Linked DNA regions of Dromaius novaehollandiae: region 1 is linked to region 2. Evidence: chromatin contacts called from public Hi-C data. All regions are on one chromosome and are shown on one strand. The core of a region is the stretch at or near the end of the contact, and the rest is flanking DNA. Distances in the headings are between cores, read along the strand shown. Region 1 overlaps IKZF1 (IKAROS family zinc finger 1). Region 2 holds the start of ZPBP (zona pellucida binding protein).

Region 1 (3,856 bases), core at 796-3,295, 150 kb before region 2:
ACTTCTCTCCCAAGGGACAGGAAGGCGTTGGTTTGTGTGATTTGCAGCCGCCACCAGCAGCAGAACCAGCAGCAGCTGCCCTCTATCACTCGCATGTTCAATATGTGTGGTTGGGACAGATAAAACTGGGAATCATTCTGTGACCTGGGACATCCTTTAAAGCAGTGAGCTGTTACTTTAAATAAACAAAGAAAAAATTATAAGGCTAAATGCTTGATTCAGCAAAGTCTCACTGCAGTTAATAGGGGTTTGTTCGTTCAGCGAGGAGTATAATTTCACCCAAATATTTCACCATGTTTGTATAAACATGATGCATAAGGGCCTGTGAATTCCTGTTGTCTGAAGCCTGGCTTTGGATATCTCACTCCTGTATTTCTGAGGAGAAAAAGCTATCCCATTTTCAAAGAAATTCTGATAAAGTTTGGCCCTCCTTTTTTTGAATATCCATCTCTCGGCACCTGTGGCAGGATTTTCAGAAGTGCCACGTGTCTGTAGCTCCCGGTGATTTGAATGAGAATTGTATGCTCAGCAGCCCTGAAAATTCAAGGCCTATGCAACTAATGGAAAAGGTGGGCCAAAAATTTAAAACGCTGGCTTTTCTATATGTGAAATGGATGAGGAGACTCCTTTTTAAATGAAGACTTCCACTGCCTTCTGCAGGCCATGTCTCCCCAGTTAACTTTTTTTGGCTTTAATGATGCATCAGGGCCAGAAGTTGCTCTCATGCACCATTTTCCTTCCAGCCAGGCTGCAGATTGTTTCTTGATGGAAGACAGGGCTTAGTTGGCCCATAGCAGATACAGATGCCCTGGAGCACCAACTCTCCAGACAAAACAGGAACAGATTTTTCAGAAATCAAATATTTTCATTTCTAGTTGCAGCATTTTCAGCTTTCAGTTTGCCACAGCTCCTGAAAACTTGAACCTTTCAGTGAAACCTTTTCTCTCTCTCCTATACTTTTGACCAGCTCTGCTCACAAGCTGCCAGAAACAATGTGATATTCTCATTGTTGCTCACCAGTTTTCCCCTAATAAAATATTGACTGCATGCATTTTTTTCCTACACAGAAAAAAATAGGAAAGTGTTGCGTTATCAGATCTATGTGCTCCAAGTCTGGCTCTGAGTTCTTATTTTGATATCTACTAAGAGAATCTGGGGTGTTTTAGTGTATATCTTGCTTGCAAAGACTGATTAGAAAATGTTGGTTGCTGAACATGTTTAGCTACTGGTTTGATGTTTCGATGCCTATGTGCCGATTGCGAAGCCTGTTTGGGGGCACAAGGCTGAAAATACTCACTCCTCATAGTTGTATGTTTGCATCTACGTAATACTTCACGTCTTTGCACCTACAGCAATTTCCAATGCAATTTAATCAAGATAAGGGGCTAGCAAAAAATACCAATAAAGATGATTACAAAGAAAGTCTTTGAAACATAATAGATACGCAGGATATGTTTTTAGCTGCACAACCTTTCATTTAAATCTGTGGATGTCTCTACTGAAGTTCCAGGATTTAATAACATCGATCGTTTCTGCTGAAACAGAATTTTGTAGTTCATTTTACTAAAAGCTATCTATTATGGTGCACAAAAAATTAGTACATTAAAACCTCTCTTCTTAAAGAGTGGCTATAGTTTATGATCAATCTGTATCACAATAACTTGGGAAAAATCTAGATTTTGGGGAACTTGTTAGAATTAATGATTATAATACCATTAGAAAATTTTTCTTTCATCTCATTTTGTTCATAAAGTGTTACTAACAAAAGTGTTTCTAAAACTTTATAAACTGTGCTTTTGCTAAACAAAGCAATGATCCCTGTTTCCCTTAACCGTGTGTTAGGAAATTGCCTGTGATGGACCCTGAAAGAGCCAGAGACACAGAGAAATCATCTTTGTTACAGTAGGTAGTAGAGGTAATTCCTCCGTGGTGCATTTTGAATTGCCGTGACTCTGCAAGCAGGAGTAGCTGCATCCTGCAGTGACCCTGCCTTGCTCCTGGGCGAGAGGCTAGAGCAGAGCCCTGGCCAGGCAGCAGCGTGCAGCAGCCACTTGCAGCAGCAGTGTGGCTTTTGTGGCCGGGGGCACGGTGGCGAGGCTGCAGCAGCTTTAGGATTTGCTCTTCAGCTACTCCCACATGCAGACAGTGGCAGCTCGGGGCTGCTGCACCAGACCATAACATTTTCCTGTCCCTGCATCTTGCTTCAGCTGTAGGTGGCCCCTTCCTTGTGTCCTGTGGCAAAAGAGCTCAAAGGCTTCTCAAACCCAACTAGTCTGCAAAAGAAGCTGAATGCACCTCTTTTGGTTTGTTCGCTTTTAATTATTCTCCCTTTCCAGCAAGCACAGTCGCCTTCTAGGTGAGACCACTCACCCCTCCTGCTTGTGGCCCCCCACGCCGCCCCCAGGACCCTGCCAGAGAGGCAGCAGCGCTGAAGCCACCAGGATTTGCCCTGGGGTGGGCACGTCCCCCCCACCACGGGCCCACGGCTGCGTCAGGCCGGCACCGAGGGGGCTCCATCCTCTCTTGTCTTAAAAGACACATCTCACTTTGCAGACATAAGTTAATTGCATTTCAAATTTTTATGAAATTTGCTTGATTTTTTTTAAATACAATGTTCTCAAAGAAAAATGAAGTTACAATATAAAATCACAGCAAAAAAAAAAAAGTGTGTAAATACAACTTTTCTATTAGAAAAGGCAGTGCCAGGGAAGGGTTGGGAAGCAGTTCTTTTTAAAAACAGATATAAACTTAAAGCCATTCATCATATTCACTCCTTTTAGGGTTGAGCTAAACCATATAGGGTATTGCACCAGCACATAAGAGAGAAAAAGGGAGATAACACTAAACTAGTTTTCTAAGGGCACAATTTTTTTAGATGTACACACAAAAACAGCATATTTTCATGCCTTCCTCACATGTTCATAAATAAAATTATTGAAACATTTGTTGCCAAATAATTTGAAGATGATTTTGTGCAAACCAAACCAAAACAACAACAAAAAAGAGCCCCTTTACAAACAAGGAATGCTGTTTTGTTTGCTCCTGCCTATACCCTCTGATACACTGTATCGTAATAAATTTACTTATACTACTGTACTGTTTAATATACAACATCAACATATTGTGTTATAGTATAAATAGGAAAACTCCAGACCCAGGAAACAAATCCACTGCAACTGACAGTGCATCATCATGTGGTACAAACCATTTTCTATATACAGATAGATAGATAGATACAAAAGAAAAAAAAAAGATACACACAACCACAGATACTGGCATGTGCATGTCAACAAGAAAAGTGACACAGAACCTCAGGCACACACGTGCATGTGTGCATACAAATGCCAAGGCAGTGAATCCATCCAGTAATCAGAAATGATATTTAAAATACCAATATTTTTTCAACCCATACTTAAAGGCTAAGTCCAAGACAGTTTTAAACTCCACTGGAGCTATGCCTGTTTACACGAATAATGAATGTGGTTTTACTTCTGGGGTTTTTTTGATTTTATTTTAGTTCAAAACAAACAACCTCCCAAATCAGCTCTCCCCCAAAATGAAGTGTAAAAAAAATTACGGCGTGGCATGTATAGTGGCCTAAATCTAAGAGCAGTAGAAAAGTGGCGTAACAGTAATAAAAGCAGCGTGTTTCTCTATAGTCTCATCAGATGTCATTGAAGAGGAGCTAAGACATTACCAAGTCCCTTCTTGGTCATACACATTGGAAAGGTGAGAGGAGGGAAGAACAGATGAATTTATCCTTGCCAACTATGAAAAACGAAATAATTTAAACTTTAATTGAAAAAAAAATCTTATCACTGAAAGCCCTTTCTTTGAAGGTCTTCTGCACATCACG
Region 2 (3,892 bases), core at 966-3,465:
ATTGTTTGAATCTGCTTAACCTTTAGAGAAGTGCACACTGCTCACTACTAATAATGTCTGCCTTTAGAAGCTCTGGATAGACAGTTCTATTTCCAGAATTTTCATTGGACTATGGTTTTAAATATTAGCCATGAACCCCAATTTGTTTCACATTAAAAACAGGGAGAGTTTCCATTCCCATGCTGCAACTAATATGAAATGATCAGACCCAATTCTAGGCAAAACACTTCAATATGAACTAAAAAGGTAACGTGCTTTTCTGGAAATGCTCATTAGAATTTGCTGACTGGTCCCTCTTTGTTACAGCAGAGACAATGAATCGTACAAATGCTCTATTGCAGTCGATACTTTCAGTTCAAATGTCCAGTGCAAACATATTTTATAAGGTTGTTCTTTCGGAAACTTGGAGAATAGTGTTCAGAAACTAATTTTATTTATTTATTAAGCATCATGAATTTTTTTGTGATTATAAATAAAATTAATAACTTGCTTTACCTCCAAGTTGTGCCCTGATAGAAGCGGCTGACACGTCCCTGGAGTTCCATCTTCTGTCCTGGCTGATTTCCTCCAGGAGGATCATCTGCCTCCTGTGGGCAGTCTGGCCTCTCTTTCCTGAGATGGGGACCCGCTGGTGAGGTTTCACATCACTGTAGTCCACCAGGGATTCAATAGCTCTTCCAATGTTGGGCTGCAGTTCAGCATCAGCTCCTGGACTCACAAAACCTGAGCAAGGATCTACTAAAGACACATAATCCCGATGTGGGAATAAAGGGTAATTCAGCTCTCCTGGAGAGGTGTACAGATGGAATTTAAGGAAAGAATTACTGTCTTTCTCTTCAAAGCTGGCAAAATCATGTCTGTCCTCAGAACCTCTCACAAAAGGCATGCACATCTTCTTCTTTAACAGATTTCGATACTGCTGGCGATCCATCTTGTTAAGTGCTTTAGCTGACATATGAGACTTTGTAAAAGGCACCTTACTGCCTTTCAGCTCCATGGGAAACCATGGTCATTCTCTTCTGTCGTTCTTATATAGCAGCAAACTTAAAAGACTCCACTCCCATTTCTTCAGTTTTCTGAAGTCCTATCTAATAAACCACAGTAAAACTAGAGGTCATCGTCCAGAAGATCAGTGCAAAGAAACCATAAAAGAGCAAGGCAGCGGTTTAAATAGTGACTTCTCTCCTGAAAAGAGATTTATCAGGTAGGGTACAAAAAAGAATGAAGCTCTCAAATGAACAGAATCTTTTTTGTTGCTTGGTAACAAGACAAACCACCTCACAATGAGATGTTTCATGGTATATAACATGGTTCACAGGTACCACACTAATCTAGTCCTTCAAGGGAACATAGTTAGCAACTTGAAATGACACTACAACTACTTATTCGTCTATGACAGCCAAAATTAAGCAACTTTCAATTTTTCCAAGAATGATACAGTACCTTCATCGAACTATTTTAAAATAAGCTAGTCCATTCATATTTAGACAAAAAATATGAACTGCACTGAAATATATTTAACACAAAAAATCTATCAAATACAATGGCACATAAATGCAGATATAGAAAAATTATAATTACTACCTGGAGTAAGTAAATCACATTTACACACGTGACTTCACAATCTTCCATGCTGCTTAATTTCCTCCAGAGTTTTACCATTTGTTCTCTTGGGTTGGCAAATCCATTAGAGGCTCGGGTCAGAATACGCAGCACTCATTTCGTAATCCCAGGCTCTGGGATCATCTTTATTAAGAAATCTAAACAAAAGTGGTCACATTTACAGACGTCTTCTCTGCATGACTTCAGTGCCACCTGCAAAGGTTTGGCACTTTGAAAAAAATCAAGCTATGTTTATCTGGACAGTTCAATTCAGATTACAGGGCCTTTACTTTATGGCCATGTTAGGATAAATTATATGCACAAGGCCTGATCTTTCTCTCACTTACGTTAGTCTCGCATGGATGTAACTTCACCGAATTCCTAACTTGTTCTTGATCAACACAAGATCAGAAATTGGCCTAACATTTATTACAGTACAGGTCTATAAAAATAACAAATTGTGCTCCATAACTTAGAATTCGCGGTGGTTTCCCTTTGGAGTAGTTTGTTGATGAAGCAAAAAAACAATAAAAAAGCTTCCTTTATTACTAAGACAGCTTTCTTTATATAGGTCACAAGAACCAAAACGGGTAGAAAGGCACAGCTGACAACATGCAGTCCCAGCATCACAAGGCTAAGCCAGCAATACGAAAGCACATCTTGTGTTCGCTTTCTATCACAGAACTGTATTCAGGTTAGTGAAAAGATACTTAACAAGTTTGGCTTTTGCCTGTAACGAGCCTTCAAAATGCCACATTGGAGTCTATATTTACTTACACTCTGTAATCTCCATACCAAATATATCCAGTTAATACATTAGAAATAACATCCAGTGTTTCAAATCAACCTTTTCCCCACTGCTTACTTTCTCCTAGAAAGCTTTAGAAAGTGAAGGCAGGAGAGACTATGGCATGGGACCCAGCTAAGGCACAAGATGGAGAAGCATCCGAGGATTATTCATGTTTTGTTGCATTGATTTTGCCGAGTGGAATATAATTAAAACGTCTTCCTGGATTTTGGTGACAGAAATTCTTTCCAGATTATCCTGGGGGGCAAACTGGCCAAGCAAGGCTTTATTATTTCTACTGACAATTTTCAGAAGCAATTCATGCTTTAAAGAGGTATTTGGAGGAGCTGGTGATATGCCTAAACTACTATTTTTAACCAGATGTCTACCTTTCACTTTGCCCTCCGATTCCTATGGAACAGGCTTTTTTTTTTTCTTGGAGGTAAGCAGCTATTTTTCTTCCCTGGCACAGTTAGAACATACCAAATTTTCTGATGCAGAATTCCCTTCTCTAACCTATCAGGAATTAACTATCTTTAGGGCCACAGAAACATGCAAACTTCCTGGGATCCCACTTTAACTGCCTTTTTTGCAGTGTGATCATGACCACGGCTATAAATGCCCTTAACATTGACTAGATCAGCACAGTTCTTCGGTTTTGCAATGGAAACTTCTATCTTTTTTTAGAGGAACAACTGCACCGAGCATGAAGCGAGTCCCCCGTGCCTTCTGCCACCCCCAAGTGCACTCTCTGGGTCAGGGTGCCCATCGCAAGCCCTGGGCGGGGGGGGGGGGGGGGGGGAGGGGGGTCTCCACGGTGCACACCGAAGTGCCTCGGCGTTACTGGATCGGGATTCACCATGTACAAGCAGGCGGCTGGGAGGATGTAGGGCGGACCTGCTGCCGCCACAGATGTTTCCCTGAGGTTTGAGGATGTGAAAGCCGGCCCCTACCCGCTCTGGCCAGAGCCCGGCTCTCCGGGCTGGGAAAGCCCCGCCGCAGGTCACGGCAGGGAAGGCCGGAGGCGGCAGCGCCCCACCTCCCCTCTCCGCAGCCGCGGCCCGGCCCGCGCTCGTCCCCACGGCAACGGCGCCCGTTGGGGGCCGCTAACGGCCGGCGGGGGGCGGCGCGGGCGGCTTGGTGAGGGGGATGTGGCGCGCGGCGCGCGGAGGGGCGCGGCCCCGCCGCGGGGCAACGGCCGCCGCTGGCCACCTCCTCGCGCTCGTGCTCGTCCTGCTGCGGGCACCCGCCGCAGGTAGCGTGCTCGGCCGTGTCTCCGTGCCTGCGCCGGGTGGACAGGCGGGGGTGGCTGCCGTAGGCGTCCCCGAGCTCACTGCCCGCGTTGGCCTTTGTCCCTGCCCCCGTTCGTTCACTGTTTACACGCCACACGTGCGTCCCTGGCTGAGGCCGCCGGCGCTGACTCTGCGTGGCCCTTTGGGGTGGTTGTGCAGATGCGCTGCCTCGTGACACGGGACTTGGCCAGGAAGGCTGTGCCAGTTTACA

The links. A called contact is a pair of places that touch in the nucleus more often than the background predicts.
Region 1: a Hi-C map of ovary shows a contact between it and region 2, with 3 times the contacts expected there. The contact joins the enhancer-like site here to the promoter of ZPBP in region 2.

The regions. Positions count from the first base shown.
Region 1 is chr2:64,643,785-64,647,640 of bDroNov1.hap1, reverse strand. IKZF1 (IKAROS family zinc finger 1) reads right to left here. Exons shown (of 7, transcript XM_026102319.2): 7 at 2,557-3,856. All of the region lies in intron 4 of FIGNL1 (fidgetin like 1), which reads left to right. Among named protein-coding and RNA genes, the nearest start is that of FIGNL1, 21 kb to the left of the region's middle. Within about 2 kb of position 2,045, at least 1 of the 2 cell types and tissues checked has open chromatin away from gene starts, as enhancers often do.
Region 2 is chr2:64,491,955-64,495,846 of bDroNov1.hap1, reverse strand. It overlaps ZPBP (zona pellucida binding protein), which reads left to right and starts at 2,215. Exons shown (of 8, transcript XM_064505474.1): 1 at 2,215-2,296. The coding sequence starts at 2,215. It overlaps SPMIP7 (sperm microtubule inner protein 7), which reads right to left and starts at 1,449. Exons shown (of 11, transcript XM_064505476.1): 1 at 1,444-1,449; 2 at 972-1,019; 3 at 496-970. The coding sequence starts at 1,449.